Regions from separate parts of the Mus musculus genome. Here all the other regions are linked to region 2. A link is a contact called in public ChIA-PET, HiChIP or PLAC-seq and promoter capture Hi-C data. All regions are on one chromosome and are shown on one strand. The core of a region is the stretch at or near the end of the contact, and the rest is flanking DNA. Distances in the headings are between cores, read along the strand shown. Region 1 holds the start of Sass6 (SAS-6 centriolar assembly protein). Region 2 holds the start of S1pr1 (sphingosine-1-phosphate receptor 1). Region 3 holds the start of Rtca (RNA 3'-terminal phosphate cyclase). Region 4 holds the start of Mfsd14a (major facilitator superfamily domain containing 14A). Region 5 holds the start of Slc35a3 (solute carrier family 35 (UDP-N-acetylglucosamine (UDP-GlcNAc) transporter), member 3). Region 6 holds the start of Cdc14a (CDC14 cell division cycle 14A). Region 7 holds the start of Gpr88 (G-protein coupled receptor 88).

Region 1 (2,700 bases), core at 159-2,658, 880 kb before region 2:
TACTAGCAGGTCTTCAAAATCTATGAATTTTATACTTACAGACATCAGTTTGGATTAGCCCGAATTCAATAACTACATGTCTATATATTAAACATCACAAAATAATCACCAATGAGAGGCTGGGGTGGGGTGGGGGTTACACATCAGTGGTAGAGCATGCTAAGTGAGGGCACCACTTCAACTGTCAAAATCAAACAAACAATAAGACAATTAAATAACCTACAGATTCCTATATACGGCTGATGTTTTAAGTCCATTTTTCTGACTGCTTTGCTGGTTGATTCTGGACCTAATTTTAAATCGCATACCACAGTTTAACAGTCCAGCGACTCAATACATCAGTGTCTTCTTTTTGTTTTTGTTGTTTTTTAATTCAACATTTTTTTCACCGTTTAGTTTCTACAAACATTTTCACACCTGGTCTTCATTGCAATCAAATGAACAGCTAGACATATTAAATCAATTTAGCAAATGAGAAAATGTAATGTTCACAGAAACTAACAACTAAAAAGTTATTAGTAAAAGAGGGAAAAATCAGATCGCCTGTGGTTAGTGTGGCAAGTTTGCATTCATCTGTGCGATAAGATACCCTAGTGTAAACTCTGTGAAGATCAAGGTATCCCCAGGGGTCCGACGAAGGGCTTTACGGGTTGACTTATGTTTTGAATGTACAGAATTCCTGATTTTTCCAGTTTTGGGAGTTGGTTAAATGATTGAAACTGACGTGCGGATGAACCGAAATATGTCACTGAACGTTTTGTTTTGTTTTTAGATGGAGTTCTAAAGCTTCACCCCCAGTGTTCTTCAAAGGAGAGCATGAGTGAAGGGCCGGGCGACCTGAATCCTAGTGCGGACAGCTCCCTGAAGTCACCGTGAAGCTTTTGTGGAAATGACAGGGAGAATCAGAGTTGCCACCCAGAAAGGACAGGCTGGGCTCTGTCCCGCTGAGGGCCAGAACACGGACGTGAAGGAGTCGGCTTGCCATTTCCTCATTCCCTTTCCTCGCGTCCCCTCCGCAACGGCCGGCCCGGCCACAAACAAAGGTATCCATTAAGTCCGCAGGGTCCCTTCCCGATTCCCGGTGTGACAGTCCGACACCCGCGGACCGACCGATCCCCACGGAACCCAGCCGCCATCTTCCCCATTGGCGCGACCCCAACCGCCACCCGCCGGCTCCGGGAGCTCACCTCTCCTCGCAGTCTTTGCATTTCACTAGCAAGGGAACAAGCTGCTGGAACAGAACTTGACTCATGTCGGACCGCTGCCCCGACGGGAGGGTGAAGAAGCCCAGTAGGCCCGGCCTTCGGTCCCGGCTGCAAAGAAGAGCCGGTCCCGATGAGTTTGAGTTTGGCGCTCAGCTCCCGCGGAGGAGGAGGGAAACGATAAACAGAGGGAACGAAGGAGCTTTGGACCTCGTCAGCCACCGTCACCTTTTTCCGGTTCGGGCACCGACCGAGCCGGGCTGATGCGTCATTTCCGTGGACCCACCCCCCTCAGGCGGCCACGTTTGTTAAGGGAAGTGGGACCAAAGGGGACTGACAACTTTGGGCTGAGCCAGGCTTTCAAAAGGACCCAGCGTTATGGAGGCTCCGGCGGCGACTTCGCCCTCGATCGGATTTCCCATCGACGGCAGATGCAACTACTTCGTAGAAAAGAAGAAGCGCTTCTGCAGGATGGTGGCGGCCGCGGGGAAAAGGTTCTGTGGCGAACACGCTGGCTCCGCCGAGGTCAGCTATCGCCCTCCCTTCCTGGGAGTCGCGGGTCTGTGGGTGCTGGACCCCAGTCTCGCCCCTTTGACAGGTTCCTGCTTCCGTCCCATGGATTTAAGTAAATGCAGTTCTGCCCACCGCTCGGAGCCGCGAGGAGCCCCCGAGGAGCATTGCTTTCTTGTACTAAAAGCTCCCTCTGCTGTCTCAGAGACCCTTACACTCATCCTTCCTTCCGCTAGTCCCCCATCCTCAGGGGAAGTGATTATTTTTATAAAGGAGTGCTTGAAAAAGATCACTAGGTTTTATTAACTGGGTTCTAATTAATTATAGTTATTGTTTTTGAACGATAACCACTTGTGAATGCATGGGGAAGAAACTTAGAAACAATTTTTGTTTGTTTGTTTAGACTTGTAGATTAGTAATTTGCCTGTTCTTTATACATTAGGAGCCACTAATACTTTTGCACTTACAACCAAAATGTCTTATGACATTAATGTCTGTTGAGAGACAAAAAAAAGAAAAAAACAAAACAAAACAAAACAAAAAACTTTGCTTTCAACTTTGAAGTTTGTTATTTTACGTTTATTTTTCCTTCTCCGTCCCAGAATAATAATTACAAGTTCATAAGGTGTTTTCCTGGAGAGTTAAGTCTAAAGTCACAGGAAGCCTCATTACCCTCTACACCAAAAAAGAAAACATTTTACTAACCTGCTATACACTGTTTCTAAACTCAAACAATAGATTTTAAAAATGTGTGTGTGTGTGTGTGTGTGTGTGTGTGTGTGTTCTGTGATTACGCTTTGAAAGTTAGAGTACTATTTCCCTTGAAAGACAACTTTCTGTTTTTGAGATGGGGATCTTGCTGAATTGCTCATATTGGTCTTGAACATCTGATCCCAGGAATTCTCCTGCCTTAGCCTCCCAACTAGCTGGTCTCCATCAAAGAATCACACTGGAATTTAATTTAAAAGTCTATACATGAAATAATGTT
Region 2 (2,700 bases), core at 43-2,542:
AGTTATCTCCTCTTTCAAATGAAACCAGTCTCAAACTCTGTCTTTTCTGGAGGAGACTGGACGGCTGTTATCTTGGTTTCCATATTGTTTTGCAAGATCTGTAGTTTGTGGGTAGGTAAGGTAGGAAACTGTCAATGAGTGCTTCTAGGCAAATATGAATTAACAGCTACTTTTTTTTTTTTTTTGCAAGCTCATAAAATCCCAGAAGGTAGGGGTCTGTTGTTTGTTTCTTCTGTCTCTCTTGAGTCATTCAGGTACAGGGTGTGTCTGTTAATTGAAACTGCACAGCAGAGGAAGTTTTGTGATCACATCTGCTCAGGGTGGGAAGGCAGTGAGAACAGGGGACTTGGGTGGAACCACTTTTTAACAGAAGGACAGACAGACAAGGCATAAAGGCCTCCATCTGCTACTCAGACAAATCTGACCAAGGCCTCTTCAGCCTCAATCTAGCATTATCTAACAGTAGAAAAATGTGGACAAGGTGCAATTCCTTAGATTTGGGGATCTCTTAGTTATCTCTACGTAGACAGGGAGAGAAGAGGGGTCCAGCTTTAGGCAGGGGGCTGTAGGCACTGGCCAGTGAAAGGACAGGCAACCTCTTTCCCCTGTGGACATTCCTGAACTGCTGCTGGATTGTTTAAATCTCTGAGGCCAGGGCAGCAGCCCACCTCCTCAAAGGCCTCTGAGCTTCCCAGAATCTGGGGCACACCGCCTGGCTTTGCGGTCAGCTGAGAGAGGGGAACCCCCGGTCCAACATCAAGCACAGCACTGGCCCACTTCACCGTGCACCCGGGGAAAGCCACTTTCTGCCCACCAGACCGCAAGTTTCAAGGCTTCACCAGGATCGGAGTGGAGGGGGTGGAGGAAGAGGAGGTGGAGGACAGAAGCTTTTCAGTACTTCGGGGCTGCTCTCCTCCGACCTTCTCAGGATCCCCTCTCTGCGGCGTGGCTGCGGCTCTCCGGGCAGTGGCTCGGGTTTCCCCTGACCGCGTGGAAGTGGCCCCCAGGGCACCGGACCACTCGGGCTACACGGATCCTCAGGGCTGTGGGGTCTGGGACCAGAAAGCTCCTCTACCAAGTGCAGGCTTGTCCTCTGTCCTCTAAGATTTTTAACGAAGAAAAGTTTTCCCAGGGATCCCCATGCCTAGTTTCAGAGTCCGTCCCGCGCTGGGGACTGCGGGAAGCTGTGTGAATTAGAATTTAGGAGCTGCCAGGCTCCGCCCCTTCTCTTCCCTTCTCTCTGCTGGTTGGGGCGGAGGGGCTCCTATTCATTTGGTTTTATTTTAGTCACTCTGCCCCAGATCTTTCTGGGAGGCTGCTTCTTAGCAGCCCAGACCCTGAGGGGCCCCCTGCCGCTGGCAGAGGGCGGAGGAGTTAAAAGCATTAACCCCTCCCAGTCCCTTCCTAGAGGAGCCACCCAGCCTCGGCGGGGCGCTCAGAGACTTCGTCTTGCAAAAGTGGTGCGGGCAGCGCAGGCAGGGCTGGCCATTGGAGTGCACCGCTGAGGAGGGAGGGGACCCCAGCTCAGGGAACTTTGCGAGTGAGCTGGTCGCCGTCAGTCGCCGACAGCAGCAAGATGCGGATCGCGCGGTGTAGACCCAGAGTCCTGCGGACGCAGCTTCGTCCGGCTTGAGCGAGGTAGGGGGTTGTGAGCCTCGCAGGCTCCGGCTATGGGGCGTCCAGGTGTCAAGAACGAACCTTTAAACACAAACGAAACAAACAAAAACTTTGAGAAAAAACAAAGCAAAACGAACCCGGGCATCACCAAGATGCTATGGAGTCCTTCTTGACTGACTTCTTCTTGGGGCACGGAGTTTATGAAGTTAGAAAAAAAAAAAGATTAATTTCCAAATTATAGAAACGACTGGGGGAGGGCATGCTAGAGAAGCTGTGATTCATTAGAACGGAGAAAAGGGAAGACGCTTATTATTATTATTTTTTTTTTTTTGAAATCCTGTAGACAAAATTATCAGGCACCACGCCAATAATTTCCATTGCCTGAGAATGGACTGTAGCGATAAGAGTGGAGAAATGTTGAGTTTCGTAAGCTTTTGTCACAGAAATGACTACAATGTCTCTAGGGTCCCCTCCCCCCTCATTTGTTATAGAGTTGATCAATTACTGTGCAGACTTTAGAGTACTTATTTAGTGCTGTGTGTCCAACTTAAGTAGTGCTGTGTGCCCTTTAGGGATTGCTAGTTCTGTTGAGAGGAGGCAATGTTGGGGGTGTGGGGAGCGGAGGAAGTTAAAAGTGCCCATGCAAACTTAGCAGTATGTGTTTCTGGAAATTAATGTACCTGAAGTTAAAACAAAGTGGCGTGCTTCGTTATCGCTAGCAGGGTGACTTTCGTGTGTGTGTGTGTGCAAGTAAGCGTTGGCTAAAGTTAAAACTTTCTTAAGCAATCAGTTCATGGAGAAACGTCTAGGATTTGCTGCAATCTCTTAGGAGGGGTTCTCCGTGAATACCTTTAAACGTAATAAATGAACTTGTGGGGCGGTTGGGTGAGGCGGAGGAGTAAAGACAGAAGTTTTAAAAAGAAGAATAGGCAGTTGCTTCACGGAGGCGCCAAGCTTTCCTGTTTACTTCAAGGCCTGGCGGCCCACACCACACCTCGCTTTACCCTCTGACCATCGGACCCTCAGCACACCTGCTCCTAGGGAGTTATTAATAGAGCCCAGAAAACGGCTTACTTGTCAAAT
Region 3 (2,700 bases), core at 39-2,538, 790 kb before region 2:
TGTGATTGGTGGCTCACAATCCTCTGGAATTCCAGTCACAGGGAATTCGATACCCTCTTCAGGCCTCTGTGTACAGATGAATGTGTACACATTATGCCCATTCACATAATAATAATTTTTAAAAAGTACAACATGTATATTCGCACAGCAGCCTTGCTTCAATGTCTTATTATTTCCTGTCTGTAAAATTATATCACTGGTATCTCCTTTTTTTAGGTTCTTAGGCCGCTAAACCATCTTCTGTACACTATAATGGGTTTGTGCCTCTCCCTTTGGTTTAGCGGACCATGAGACAAGGAAGTTTCTCTGAGTCTCATGCTAGGCCATGGGAAAAGCCGGAGTTCCCGAGCCAGCCGGGGGGCAAGTTTGTCATCCAAGAAGAGATTTTTTTTTAAAAAAAGATTTATTTATTTATTATATGTAAGTACACTGTAGCTGTCCTCAGATACCCCAGAAGAGGGCATCAGATTTCGTTACGGATGGTTGTGAGGCACCATGTGGTTGCTGGGATTTGAACTCAGGACCTTTGAAAGAACAGTCGGCGCTCTTAACCACTGAGCCATCTCGCCAGCCCCAGGAAGAGATTTTACAGTTCTAAAATCTGCTAGACCACTTTGCAGAAGAGATTGAGTCGATGGCAGGTCAGTGTTGGCCTGGACCACACCTAGATTAGGACTGCTTGCATGTGAATCACTGTTGCTCTCTACTTAAACCTAAGCTTTCCATCAGAACCCTGAAGATAGACTAGGTTTATTTATTTATTTTTTTCTCTTCCCAATGGGACCACACGTAACAGATCTCTTCTTTCTGCCTTCCATTAATACTTATTTCTTGGCTTGGCTACTGAGAAGGTGTTGGCTGAGCCTACTTTGTTAAGGCCTGCCAGGGGCCAGGCTCTGACGGTAACATTTCAAGTAACCATTCACATCTTGGAGCACGTTCCAGATTGATTTAAGTAATCTACATGCTTCCAAAATACTGTGTTAGTACAGTATCGAAATTAGGCGACAGTGATGTTTCATCACACAATTCAGCCTCATTTCCCAGTCTTTGAGGTACCCGAGGATGCTGGAGAAGGCAGTGCTTACACATGATTGGGAAAATAAAATACCAGCCTGGGGGATAACTGAAGAATGTACCTGTTGGGGGGAAAGGGCTTCTGGAGCCTGAAGGTTTTGCTGTGTCACCCCCTTGTGGCCAGCCCAGTTCCCTGCTAGTTTGGGTACACAGTCGCACAACGCCCCGCGCGGCCTCTCTGAGCGCTGGGTGGAGCGCATGCGTACAGCTGCCGGCAGGGTCCCCTGGGGAATTCGTTTCCACAGCAACAGTTTCCCGGGAGGCGCGGGTTCTTTCTCCTTCCGGCGAGCTCGGCCCGGAAGCGCACTATCAGGCCTGCGGGCTTGCGGGCGCCTCGTCTTTTGCCGGTTGCAGCAGGGACGTGGTCGCTGCCGGCCGGGCTCAGAGGCGCCCGCCATGGAGGGCCAGCGGGTGGAGGTGGACGGTGGGATCATGGAAGGGGTGAGTGTGGGACTGCTAGGGGCCGGGGCGAGCCGTGGCGGCGGGGGCCTCCATTCAACCTCTGTCATTTCTCCACCCCGGTGCTCTCTACAGGGCGGCCAGATCCTCAGGGTCTCCACCGCCCTGAGCTGCCTCCTGGGCCTACCCTTGCGCGTGCAGAAGATCCGCGCGGGCCGCAGCACGCCGGGCCTCAGGTACTGCGGGCGGGCGGGCGGGCGGGGAGTTTGGGTAGGGGGCCTGGGAGCCCGGAGATCGGAGCCCGGGTTCTAGGGGGGAGGAGGCCCGGGCGGCAATTAAGAGTGCGGCCTTTGCTCTCCGTTTCTGTCCATAGGGCAGGCCGCTAGTTGTCCTTAGGACGCCTTGAAACAGGGTAGCTTGTCCATGTTCTTGTCATGGTAGGTTTATTGTTAATTGTTCTTGCAAGATATCATCTAGTCCAGGGTAATCCGGAACTTCTCTGCTAGGGTGAATAACCTTGAACTTTCGATTCTCCTGTTTCCACCTCTCAGATGCTATAATTACAGCTGTGTGCCACCATGCCCAGTTTATGTGGTTCTGGAAATAAAACCTAAGGCCTCCTCCACACTGTGCACGCCCTCTACCCACTGAACTACATCCCTGTTCCTCTAATCTCACCCTCTCTTTTCATAAGAATAGCAGTCAAATTGTATTACCGCACCCCCTAATAGCCTCCCTTATGTTGATTGTACCTTTAAAAGGCCTGTTTAAATGATCACATTTTGTGTGGGTTGAGGCCTCAAGGTGGGAATTTAGGGATGAGGAGTACATAATTTAGGTAGTACTGGTGTCACGGGGTGGTCATTGAATGAAATCAAAAGCCCCAGACAAAGTTCTCCTGTTGGAAGACATCACACTTGTTTTCTGGCCATTGCTTTTGTAACTGTCATAGAGTGGGGTATAGGCAGTCTGATGGCACACGTTTTGATGCAGTCTTATGACCTGAAGGCCTCAGCATTTATCTGGACTGGAAATGGTTCGTGATTTGTGTGGCGGGCACCTGGAGGGAGCAGAAATCGGCTCAACAGAGATAACCTTTACCCCCGAGAAGATCAGAGGTGGAGTCCACACGGCAGATACCAAGACAGCAGGGTATGTATGTCTCACTCAGTCCTCCATTCAGACCTGGGTTCAGATGTAGATTCTTTGGCTTCGAGGGAGTGC
Region 4 (2,700 bases), core at 166-2,665, 950 kb before region 2:
CCTGCTTTCTCCTTTACCTTGTCTAATAGTTACTTAGGCCATGTAATAAATAGCCTGATGTTCAGTGGCCTGAAGAATCCACCCACACCCAGGCTGCTCTCAGATTTGTCCTTGAATTCCTGATTCTCCTTCATGCCAGGATCTAGGCATCCACTTCTATGCTGGGTTCACTGATTGTTGGTGATAGAATCCGCAGCCCTATGCTTACAGGAAAAGCACTCCAAAAGAACCAGCTACAGCCCCATCCCAGTAATGTGGCTAAGCTGGGTATTCATAGCTGAAGGTCTCATAAAGTTTGCAGTCAGCTCAAGGCTTGACCAGGCATAGAGGATCTCGTTCCAAGATAATCCACAAAGCTTTGAAGGAGATTTCAGCTCAACGGCAGCACCTCTCCATAGTTCCTCTGGTATTATGGCATAACAATCGGCAACCCCTGACTGGAGTAAATGAAGAGCCTAGCAAAAACATACAGTACCTTTTATGACCTCTCCTCTAAAGTCAGTGCTGTCATTTCTGCTTTGCCCTGTTAAAACAAGGTCATCCATCACTAACCAGGCCACAAGCCAGGAGAGGGAGGGAGCCCCTTCCACTTCTCCCAGGGAGGAATATCACTGAGTTTGGGAACATTTATCTTACTTAGAGCCACCACATCCAGGATCGCTGTTGCCACAGTTTGGTTTGTTTCCAGTTCCCCTTTATCGAACAGTTTGATGGGGGAAAGCATGTGTTGTGCTCGTTCATACCTAGCACTGAAGGTATATTTAAAGGAAAGTTTTCCAACAGTTACCAAAATGAAGACTTTGCTAGACATGGTGGCACATGACTTTGATCACAATATGGGAGGTAGTCAGGGAGATCTCTCAGTTTGAGGCCAGCCTGGTCTACATAATGTGCTGCCTCAAAGTAAATGTCAGTACTGTTAATATCACATTTCATATTCCACCTGTCTGCTCTTTCTACCAGTCTTCTAGTCAAACCAATTTTTAAAAGCCTATAAAGTATGGCATCTAGTTTACACTGGGAGAGAATGTACTGGTACGTGGGGGTATGTAAGCCAGCATGACCTAGCTGGGCATCAGATCAACAGCTAAAACTCCTCTACCTGCTACTGACCATTCCTGGAAAACTTTCCCGTTGTCCCCTTCAATTCTGTTTTGGTGGGGATGCATTTGATGCGGATGCTATTAGCCTGGGACGCCTGAGCATCTGAGAAACTATTTGTCAGATTTGAGTAGGTAAAAACTTTTCGGAACTTGAGTTCATCTGTGAAGGAAAAACTGTTAAAATAGCCATCGCTCAGCGCCTTAGAGGGCAAAAGCTAGGCAGCCAAAGCACCTGGCTCCACCCGCTCCCGCGGCACCTCCCAGTCCTCCGCTATTGCAGGGTTGGAGGGGCGTGCCCGCACTGCGGGGGCGTGGCTGCGTCACGGGGGCGTGGCGAGCGACTCAGCCGATCGCACGATGTGACGCGCCGCCCGAGGCAGGCCGGGCCCTCAAGATGGCGGCGTGCGCCCTGAGCGGCTCGGCCCGGCAGTAGTGGCGGGACCGCACTCGCCGCTGGGGCCGCCCGCCCCCTGAGTGGCTGCTGCAGCGCCGGGAGTCGAGGATGGTAAAATGACCCAGGGGAAGAAAAAGAAACGGGCCGCGAACCGCAGTATCATGCTGGCCAAAAAGATCATCATTAAGGACGGAGGCACGGTGAGTGCTGCTGGTTCCGCGCCGCAGGACGGCCCGGGTGCGGGCCCGGCTCGCTCTTCCCCCCGCTTCCGCCTTCGCTGGGCCGAGAGCGCCCTGCCCTTCCGTGCCGCCGGCGCTGCCGCGGTCTCGGCCTGCGGCCTCCGCGGCCTGGCTCCCCTGGACGCTGCTGGTACCTCCGGCGGGGCACTGCGTCTCGGAGCCTGCGGCCTCGGCCCACGTGCGCCCGGCCTCGGGGAGGAGGCGGCGGCCCCTCCGCAGCCTCGCCAGGCCCAGCGCGGCGCGCGGGGAGGCTGGGCAGCCTTGCGCTCCGTATGCTGTGGCGGGTGGCCGCCGCCGCGGCCCGCTGGGCCAGGGTACGTGCGTTGTCCCATCGCGGTCGCCGGGAGCCGGAGCAGCGGCTTGGAGCTGTTCGGCTACCTTGTCGGGGAGTGGGCTCGTCCCCTCTCCCGGCGTCGGAAGCCTGACCTTCCCTGGGGCCCTCTCCGTTAGAGAAATCTTCACCTTGTGCCTCAAAATAAGTCTTTAGAATTGGTCATGGCGTGAGGATCGGAGACAGATTCTGGCAGGCGGACTGAGGCTAAAAATGTGCCTTTTAGACAGTCGTTACTCGCAGAAAACTTTATGCACTGTGCAGTGTGCTACCAGACGTCGATATAGGATTTGTCATTGGAAAACAAACGTACACTTTTGTTGTGCTGTGTGTTTGTAGCGTTACACTCTGATCTTTGCTGACTCCTTTGGTATCGCGTTCCGAAATAGAATGGAAAAGTAAGATGTGTCTCTGTGGTGAAGTTGCAGACATTGTTTCTTTCCATTTGTTTGTAGTTTAATGGAGCCTTGATCAATGCTAGCAAAGCACTAAATATGTAAGTAGGCCACCGCGGAGGATTTGCTGAAATCAGTTTGAAATAAATGACAACTTTCTTTTGACATTTGAGAACATGGCCTAGTCCAACTGCCATCATTTAGAAAGCTTGGGACATATGGAACGATTTCGGAATAT
Region 5 (2,700 bases), core at 36-2,535, 1.0 Mb before region 2:
GTAAGAAGTATAAGAAGTATTGTATTTGTTACTTTCTTTTTGCCTGAGAAAGCCACTTAGAGGGAGGACTTATTAGTCCTCCCTGAAACATCATCGTTTCAGATGTTTTGGTTCATGGTGACTAGGTTTCATTGCCTCTGGGTCTCTGGTTGGAACTTATGTACTGGGGCAGTTATTTACCAAAAAAAGCATACAGGCTGCAAAGAGAGCTAGAGGAAAGGCTAGGTTAAGACACACCCTCAGCGACCCACTTCTTCCAAATAGGCTTGTGCCACCATTTACACCATCTCCTAATAATACCTTCAAAGATTTAATACATCAGTGGCTTAGGTCAGAGGTTCACTATCCATTCACTTCCCCCAACATCAAAGTCCATTAGCTGGCAACCAAACCTTTACCACATGATGAATCTTTGGGGGACGTTTTAGGTTCGGACCCTAGCAAATATCAAGATCTAATCCACATTCCATCCCCCAGAAGTTTTCTGAAGGTCGGATTACACAAACATTTAAGCGAGGCATCATGTGCTAACAGTCATTTAATTTTATTTTTCTCCGTTGTTTTCTAACGATGCTTCCCTAATGGATGGTTTTAATCATTTGCCACGCAAAGAAGCGTAAGCTTAATTCTAGGAGCATTGTTTTAACAGGGAAGGGATAAATCTGCTGTATCCGATGATCAATCCGGACCCAGAATATTACATTTCAGCCTGTCCACAGCCAGCAATGGCTACAGTGGTTGGGAACTTTTGGAAATACATTAGCAGACTGAAACGTAATATGCATGAGATTCTTGCAGACAGGAAGAGGTAAATTGCTCTCTTTCTCTCTTCACCTTTCCCCTGGTTAGTGACACTAAGCCCATTCTGCGTTCCTGACACTCTTCCAGGTCTCCCAGGGTGGGGGACAGGGATCATTCCTAACCGAACCAGCTGGCTCCTAGACTAAGGTTGGTAACCTGCACCAGGTATAATCTTGTTTTCAACTCACTGGTGGTCATTTTCAGGAGCCAAGATCCGCCTCCCGGTTCTCATCAGAGTTCTTTGATCCAAAGGACTTTGTCCCCTTCCTTAAGTGACAGATCATCCCGCCACTTTCTGCCGCAGGACTGTGGGGAGAGAGACACCTTCCTATCAAACTCTCCGGCGACCGTGAGACTGTCACGGGAGCTGCGCGAGGAGCAGCCGCGGTTGGGGTCGCCTCAGGGACGCGTCCCGCAAGCGCGAAGCTGGGGCCCCCGGAGCCGAACAGGGAACGGCGTTTGCCGGGGCCGAGGCGGAAGCCGGATCCTTTGGCGGACCGGACCGCGGGAACCCGGAAACGCCTGGGCCTCACCGAAGCGGTCCGGGCCACAGAGCCGGCGGGAGCCGGCGGTGCTGCGGGTCAGCGGACGCGGCGGAGCCGACGGGCTCGGCAGCCTGGGTCTCCCGGCGTCGCGGAGCCCGGGGCTCCAGTGCGGGCAGCTGGCCGAGCCGCACGGCGGGTGAGCGGAGGGCGCTGGGGGAAGCTGGCGGGACGCCGAGGCCGGGCTGGGAGGGCGCGGGGCGGTTGAGGCCACCGGGACCACAGCGGACGGCTGCAGCCCTAGTTTATGAGGAGTAGATGAATGGGCGCCTTGTACCTCCGGCCTGGACGTGCCGAAACGTTCTGGGTGGAGGAGGAAAAGGTCGGGAGGGGAGGGGTGTGGCAGGCAGTGTGCCTGCAAGCTCCAGACTGGCGGGCCAAGTGCCTTGGGGGCCAGGCTGGCGGCCTGTCCTTCCGCGGTCATTTCGGGAGCTCCGGCTCAGCCTGTGACCCCGGGCTAGGGACGAGTCTGCTCGGTGAGAAAGGACGGTGTAGTCAAGAAGCTGCAGGGACTTGGAGAGATGGAAAGGGTGCCCGTGGTAAGTCTAGACCGAAGGCGATGGGTGTCCATCAGTGTGTGTGGCGAGAGTTTGCAGGGGTTCTAAGTATTGAAGAGTGGGGAGCTTAGTGAACATTTTATTTAAGCTAACTCAAGTTTCTGCTAGTTCAGATTAATTAAGGGATATTAAACGAAGTAATGGGTTTTAACTGTAGCAAGGCACTTATAGGAGTGTGCCCTTTATTATATCCTATTAAACGCAATATTTGAAGATGGCACCTGAGTTGAGTCTTTGTAGACACTTATTTTGGTAGTTACAGGTAATGTTTGGTTGTTTCTCACGTCTTCATTCCGTTGCTACTAACTCAAGTTGCTTGCTTTCAAATGAATGACTCCTACGTTTATGCGTCTGACTAACTTCCCTCCCTTTAAATTTTTTCCTACCGCATCTGCCCTTATTTTCTGGTCACTTTCAGGTGCACCATACCAATAGCTTCCAAAACGGAACTTGCAGCTTTAAGTCTTTCTGCCTTGGAACTACGCCTGACCTGATAGCACACGCATGAGCAGGGCCCCCTCTCTTCTCTGTCTCACTATCTCCTGGTTCTCTTCATCCACCCACACACCCCCACTCCTGCCCCCTCTTCACTGTGTGTGGCTGTGCTGGGCAGTGAACCCCGTGGGAATTGACGGAGCACTCTGTCACTGAGCTGTAATTTTAGTTCTTTGCAATCGCTTTTTGAAGCTGGAGATTTAATGCCACTCTCTGACAGTTCTCTCAGAAATACTCAGCGACAATTTACTTAGTTAGTGGTTCTAGGGATGGAACATAGGTCATACTGAAGGCTAGGTAAGTGC
Region 6 (2,700 bases), core at 102-2,601, 710 kb before region 2:
AGGAGAGGGTGTCTTTTTAACTCCCTTACCAAGGATGTGTTTGGCTAGAATTACCGAGATGCTCTGAATAACTTTCCAGTATATCAAAGTAGTATCCACTTAGTTTTGTGCTTGTTTAGCTTTATGGAAAGCCGGCAGAGCAGAAGAATGGCCTAAGAATTGCCTCCCTGGAGTCAGTGTTCCAAGTTGCTTCAGCCGGCACTTTGCTCGAGCGCCCCCTCTCTCCCTAGAGGTCAACACGCAACTGCGAGCTTTCAAAGGCTTGCACAAATCCCCGTTTCAAGGAGAAACCACTCAGAGCGCATGCTCTGGTGATAGTGGTTCAGTAGCGCCATTTTCGTAAGGGAAGGGCTGGCCACTAGTTCCGTCCCTAGGGCTCCCAGCATTAAAGTTCTCCAAACTGGATCAAAACGTTGCCGAACAAGTCCGGGGCCTCCTGGAGAGGAGCCTTTGTACTCCTTTGCAACGCTCCAGCCAAGACTACAGAAATCTTCTGTTCATTTCTCTTGTGGACAAGAGATCCTTTTCCCTCTTCTCCCTTCGCCTAGGATAGCCTACAGTCCGAGACTAGAGCCTTACACTTCTGGTGTAATTTTGCGCTCACACCTGTGGCCAAAATGAAAGGACTTGGAGAACTGGACGGGAATTTTTTTCCCCCTTGAGAACAAAGCCTAGGTGAGAGCAGACTCTAGTACTTACAGGGCATCAGTCCGTGTACTCAGGAGCTAGGAGGTATCGCTTCTTTTGAAAATTGGTTATAAAGACACAGATCCGATAGTGGTGAGAATAGGGGTTGGTGGAAAGATAGCTAGCGGTACGACCCGACATGGAGAAGGTCTGAGGTTTTTCAATGTGTGTGTCTGCGCGCGCGTGCGTGTGTGTCTCTGTGTGTGTGTGTGTGTGTGTGCGCGCGCGCGAGTTTAGAAGAAACTGAGTGAAGCAGGAAAGAGCTTGAGAGACAAAAAAAAATCTGGTGTGGAAGAAGAGCTAGCCGGTGCAGACGTGGAGACAGCATCTCAGCCCGCCAGGCAGTCGCAGCTTCCTGGGAGGCATTCACTCCTCTCTACCCATCCTTTTTCATTCATAAGTTTGTGGCTCCGCCTGACATCCACCCCACCCCCACCCCACCCAGGCAGAGGGCCAAGTTTCCTGTGTAGCAATTGGTGAAAGGCAACAAAGCCTTAGCAACTGGCTCCTAGTGACCCGCGGGGCGCCTGGTAACTGGGGCCCGAGGCCGGCTCAGAGAAAGGAGCCGAGCTGTCCCTTTAAGGGATGGCCGCGGAGTGGTGAAAGTGGAGGGGGACGAGGGAGGGCGGGGAGGCAGGTCTGGGGGCGGACCTAAGAGGAGGAGGAGGAGGAGAGGGAGGAAGAGTTGCTGCTGAAAGGAGGTGGCGAAGGAGGAGTCTGAGCAGCTGCTACTAGCCCCGCGGACACCTCCGGAGTCCTGCCCGCTGCCGCACGAGTGGCCACGGGCGCGATCCGGGCCAAACGTCTTGTCCTCCATGATCACTTTGGGAGCCGGGGAAAGACTTTGCCCGGCCTTGGGAGCTGGTGTGCGCCGTCCAGGTTTGGTGGAGACGGTGCAGCGCGAGAAGGAGGAGCTGCAGCTCGAGAAGCAGCAGCAGCCGCCGCCGCCGCAGAGTCCGGATCACAGCGGTTACAGCCCGGGGCGTGTGCGTCCCGCGCCCAGCGGGTTCGGTTCCCCACGGAATGTCCCCGGGGCGCCCCACGCGCTGACCCTGCAGCTGCCTCCGCCTTGGGCGACTGCCTCCTCCCTCAGGCAGGCTCGGTGATTGGGACCGCGAGCTCCCAGCTCTTGGGCAGTGGGGAAGCCCCCGGGGGCGGGTGACCTCAGCTGGCCACGACCCAGCCCTCCCCCGTGCGGATCTCGCTTAAGATGGCAGCGGAGTCTGGGGAACTAATCGGGGCTTGCGAGTTCATGAAAGGTGAGGAGCAGCCACCCGGCATCCTCCGGCCCTTCCACGCCACTCCCCCCCCCCAACTCCTCACGGCTCACCCCTTTGTCCCAAGCCTCTATGCTGGGTTTCTTTTCGGGCCCTGTGTCCCTCAGTACTGCGGCTCGGCGCTCGGGCCCCTTCTCGCTACTCAACTCCCGGAGGACCCCCTGCTTCCGGCTTCTTTTTTCGCGTTCTCACTCCCTCTGCAGCTTCCTCGTACCCGGACAGTGCAGGCTTCTCTGCTTGGGATCCTCCTGCAAACCTATCTTGGTGGGGAGCCTGCTGGTTTTAATCCTCCATCCGCTAACTCTCTACTTCCTCGGTGGCTGGCCCGTGTTTTTGGGACACCCCCTACCCCCAACCACACCCCCCTATCTTTCCTTCCTTCCTCTTGAAGTCTGCTAAGCTGCAGCGGCAGAAGCTCGCCTCTTTTCCCATTCCACCGCAGCTGAGGTCTGAAGGTTTCCGAACCAAACTTGTGTCTCCAGTTTTGCGGGTACCCACAGCTCCTGTCTGCACCCGCCCGCACGCAACCAGGGGGTGAGGGAACTCAGAAGATGCTCTGCCCCCTGCTGGGTCTTCTAGCCTCTTAGCAAGATGTGCTTTTGGGGCTCTGTAGCTTTCTGGAAGATCCTGTTTCTCCAAGAATCCCACGTGTTAAAGGTCTTTAAACGATGTGTAGCAGTTATTAATCCTTTGTGCATGATCTGCACTCTCAGTCTCGCGTCCCTGCTTCTCATGT
Region 7 (2,782 bases), core at 272-2,771, 540 kb before region 2:
AGTTCCCAAGTGCACAGGGAAACCAACACTTGTACCAAAGCAGATTTGAGTCCTGAGTGTGAGTCTCCATGACATCCCATATCATGAAAAGCTCAGAGGTCCTTCTCATTCATCCTATGGAGTCTTCAGGGAAATTGCTTTTCCCCAACACCCACTATTCAAAAATAGGCTTTAAACTTTAGTTTAATAATCACAGCAGGCCTGAATAAAAGTTGCTGAGTGTGTTCTGGGGACAGGGTGCAGTAAAGTGCCTGACAAACAAGTATCAGTCCTGAGTTCAGATCCAAAGTGCGCACATAAAAAGCCAGGCATGGTGGCACATATCAGTAATCCCAGCTCTGGGAGAGCAGGAACAGAAGATTCTTGGAGATCAGTGGCCAGCCAGCCTAGCAAAAGCCGTGCAGGTTCAGAGAGAAAGAGAGAGAGAGAGAGAGAGAGAGAGAGAGAGAGAGAGAGAGAGAGAGGAAGAAGGAGGAGGAGGAGGAGAGGGATCACCACACAGTTCCTACTCAGCACACACACAACTTCCCAGTTGTCATATCTTCCATTACATTGGCTCATTTGTCACAATCGATGAAGCATCCTGACACGTTTACATTGACCCCATAATTTACACACAGGTTCTCTGGGTGTTTATCTAGTAGGTTTGGACAAACGTACAGTGATGTTTTCCACCATCAGAGTACCATCCAGAGTAGTTTCCCTGCCCTGTATTCCACCTCCCGGTCCCTAGCCCCCCCCCCCCCCCTCCCGACAGCTGGTGGTCCCTGCAGTTTTACGTTTCCCAGTATGGAATACAGTTGGGCTTGGGCAGTGCGCAGCCTTTTCAGATGCTTCTTTTGCTTAATAACAAGCATTTCCGGTTTCCTTAGGTGTTTTATGTCTTGACAGATGATTCCTCTTCATTGCTAACTGGTGTTCCATTGTCTAGCTGGACGATGGACTCCATCTTTAGATCGCCTGACTATGGTACTCACACTTCTCTCATCCCGCCGAAACACAAGCCAAGAGGAGAGGTGTCTAGCGATGGGAAAAGGAATTGAAATTATGATTTGAGCTAAGGCTCGCATATTTTCTGTAGCTAATTACTCATGTCCCACTTTGCCAAGGGTGTGTGTGTGTGTGTGTGTGTGTGTGTGTGTGTGTATGTGGCTGAATTTCAATTCAAATGTAAGGTAATTTTCTCTGAAATTGTACTGGGGTATATTTATCTCTGAGAAAAGAAGTCTTACCTCCAGGATGATTCAGATGGAGATGAAATTTTACTCTAACATTTAAAGGAGAGGAAAAAAAGGAAGGAAAGAAAAAAAAATCAGGCAGAGTGAAAAATGAGACAGAATGGAGAGAGAGAGAGAGAGAGAGAGAGAGAGAGAGAGAGAGAGAGAGATTTGTTAACCACAGGATTCTCTGAAAAAGGTATTTTTCTCTTTTACAAGTTAGCAGTTACTGAATAATTCATGAAGCAGGGAAAGGCTGTCTTCTCCCTGGGTGATGGATAACTGAGCAGGAGAGGCTCCAAGTGGGTTTGCCACATCAGCCAGCGCTCTTGCTTGGAGCACAGGGTGCGCTCCTCTCCAGCTCAGTTTCTTCTGCTCTTGTAGCCAGGCATCTTCGCTGCTGCTGCCTGCCTGCCCACCCTTCTGGGCTTGCAGCCTACCGCTTGACTTTCTCCAATTCTACTGCCAGCTGAGGAGACTCCCCACAGCTGTTGGCTCCTGCCTGGGACCATGTGTGGGGATGCTGCACGGGAGAAGCAAGGCGCTTGCTCCTGGCACGGGTCCCAGCTCAGTTTCTCCTGTTGACTTCTGGACCACAGATGCTGCTGCCGAGGAGGTATTTCCTGGCATCTCTCCCTCTGCTATCACCAGCTAAGGACTGGCCCCAAATCAAGGTACCTCTACTCCCTCTCTTTGGCGTTTTTCCCAGCTAGGAGATATCTACTTTCTCTCGGTAAAGAGAGCTCCGGCTGGCAACACACATTCCCAACTCGTGTGTGTGTGTGTGTGTGTGTGTGTGTGTGTGTGTGTGTGTGTGTTTGGGGAAACTGTCCTAGGTGTGGATATGACCTTAGGGCTTCCCTGCTGCTTGCTGAGTGTAAAGCGGACCTTCTCTGTCATCGGAGACATTTCTGAGGCAGGCACCTGTCATCTGCCACCCCCGTTCTCCTGTTCTTTTTCACCTCCCTCCCTTCTCCCCCTCCTCCAGCCCATTATTCGGCTTCAGCCTTTTGTGTCGGTGACAGCGGGCTGAAGAAATGTTTTTGCCCTCCCAGCAGGCAAGTGCCAGGATGGGCCACGCTACACGAAGCCAACGCTAGGGCGCGAGGTGTGAAGAGTTGGCCAGAATGACCAACTCCTCCTCCACTTCGACCTCCACCACTACCGGGGGATCGCTGCTGCTGCTCTGCGAGGAAGAAGAATCGTGGGCGGGCCGGCGGATCCCGGTGTCTCTCCTGTACTCGGGCCTGGCCATCGGGGGCACGCTGGCCAACGGTATGGTCATCTATCTCGTGTCGTCCTTCCGAAAGCTGCAGACCACCAGCAACGCCTTCATCGTGAATGGCTGCGCCGCGGATCTCAGCGTCTGCGCCCTCTGGATGCCACAGGAGGCGGTGCTGGGGCTCCTGCCCTCGGGCTCCGCGGAGCCCCCGGGGGACTGGGACGGTGGCGGAGGCAGCTACCGCCTGCTCCGGGGCGGGTTGTTGGGCCTCGGGCTCACTGTGTCCCTTCTGTCCCATTGCCTCGTGGCGCTGAACCGCTACCTGCTCATCACCAGGGCGCCT

Evidence for each region. Promoter capture Hi-C pulls out the DNA fragments that hold promoters and counts their contacts. ChIA-PET counts read pairs in DNA pulled down with a chosen protein or histone mark. HiChIP or PLAC-seq counts read pairs in DNA pulled down with a chosen protein or histone mark.
Region 1: a promoter capture Hi-C map of pre-B cells shows a contact between it and region 2, with 5 times the contacts expected there. The contact joins the promoter of Sass6 here to the promoter of S1pr1 in region 2. A contact is called at or near these places in 2 of 39 promoter capture datasets (liver and pre-B cells) and 1 of 115 datasets of contacts at active chromatin or transcription factors (memory CD8 T cells).
Region 3: a promoter capture Hi-C map of pre-B cells shows a contact between it and region 2, with 4 times the contacts expected there. The contact joins the promoter of Rtca here to the promoter of S1pr1 in region 2. A contact is called at or near these places in 9 of 39 promoter capture datasets (the 3T3-L1 cell line, the HPC-7 cell line, hematopoietic stem and progenitor cells and 4 more), 2 of 484 Hi-C or Micro-C datasets (muscle stem cells and nephron progenitors) and 3 of 115 datasets of contacts at active chromatin or transcription factors (astrocytes, bone marrow-derived macrophages and memory CD8 T cells).
Region 4: an H3K27ac HiChIP or PLAC-seq map of microglia shows a contact between it and region 2, with 8 times the contacts expected there. The contact joins the promoter of Mfsd14a here to the promoter of S1pr1 in region 2. A contact is called at or near these places in 1 of 484 Hi-C or Micro-C datasets (B cells), 3 of 115 datasets of contacts at active chromatin or transcription factors (astrocytes, microglia and regulatory T cell precursor) and 1 of 9 other capture datasets (adipose tissue).
Region 5: a contact with region 2 is called in a promoter capture Hi-C map of pre-B cells, with 5 times the contacts expected there. The contact joins the promoter of Slc35a3 here to the promoter of S1pr1 in region 2. A contact is called at or near these places in 8 of 39 promoter capture datasets (the C10 cell line, embryonic stem cells, hippocampal neurons and 4 more), 1 of 484 Hi-C or Micro-C datasets (B cells), 1 of 115 datasets of contacts at active chromatin or transcription factors (astrocytes) and 1 of 9 other capture datasets (adipose tissue).
Region 6: an RNA polymerase II ChIA-PET map of memory CD8 T cells shows a contact between it and region 2, with 81 read pairs. The contact joins the promoter of Cdc14a here to the promoter of S1pr1 in region 2. A contact is called at or near these places in 2 of 39 promoter capture datasets (cranial neural crest and pre-B cells), 1 of 484 Hi-C or Micro-C datasets (B cells), 1 of 115 datasets of contacts at active chromatin or transcription factors (memory CD8 T cells) and 2 of 9 other capture datasets (adipose tissue and liver).
Region 7: a contact with region 2 is called in an H3K27ac HiChIP or PLAC-seq map of embryonic stem cells, with 4 times the contacts expected there. The contact joins the promoter of Gpr88 here to the promoter of S1pr1 in region 2. A contact is called at or near these places in 3 of 115 datasets of contacts at active chromatin or transcription factors (all in embryonic stem cells).

Annotation. Positions count from the first base shown.
Region 1 is chr3:116,593,666-116,596,365 of GRCm38.p6, reverse strand. Sass6 (SAS-6 centriolar assembly protein) reads right to left here and starts at 1,408. Exons shown (of 17, transcript NM_028349.3): 1 at 1,188-1,408. The coding sequence starts at 1,252. Trmt13 (tRNA methyltransferase 13) reads left to right here. Exons shown (of 12, transcript NM_030016.3): 2 at 773-1,727. The coding sequence starts at 1,581.
Region 2 is chr3:115,713,647-115,716,346 of GRCm38.p6, reverse strand. S1pr1 (sphingosine-1-phosphate receptor 1) reads left to right here and starts at 1,292. Exons shown (of 2, transcript NM_007901.5): 1 at 1,292-1,638.
Region 3 is chr3:116,506,763-116,509,462 of GRCm38.p6, reverse strand. It overlaps Rtca (RNA 3'-terminal phosphate cyclase), which reads left to right and starts at 1,288. Exons shown (of 11, transcript NM_025517.3): 1 at 1,288-1,518; 2 at 1,612-1,712; 3 at 2,485-2,628. The coding sequence starts at 1,474.
Region 4 is chr3:116,661,392-116,664,091 of GRCm38.p6, reverse strand. Mfsd14a (major facilitator superfamily domain containing 14A) reads left to right here and starts at 1,415. Exons shown (of 12, transcript NM_008246.2): 1 at 1,415-1,697. The coding sequence starts at 1,614.
Region 5 is chr3:116,710,865-116,713,564 of GRCm38.p6, reverse strand. Slc35a3 (solute carrier family 35 (UDP-N-acetylglucosamine (UDP-GlcNAc) transporter), member 3) reads left to right here and starts at 1,285. Exons shown (of 8, transcript NM_144902.4): 1 at 1,285-1,482.
Region 6 is chr3:116,422,683-116,425,382 of GRCm38.p6, reverse strand. It overlaps Cdc14a (CDC14 cell division cycle 14A), which reads left to right and starts at 1,351. Exons shown (of 16, transcript NM_001080818.2): 1 at 1,351-1,946. The coding sequence starts at 1,898. Gm40125 (a long non-coding RNA gene) reads right to left here and starts at 1,132. Exons shown (of 3, transcript XR_867571.3): 1 at 700-1,132.
Region 7 is chr3:116,252,223-116,255,004 of GRCm38.p6, reverse strand. It overlaps Gpr88 (G-protein coupled receptor 88), which reads left to right and starts at 1,521. Exons shown (of 2, transcript NM_022427.2): 1 at 1,521-1,891; 2 at 2,273-2,782. The coding sequence starts at 2,345.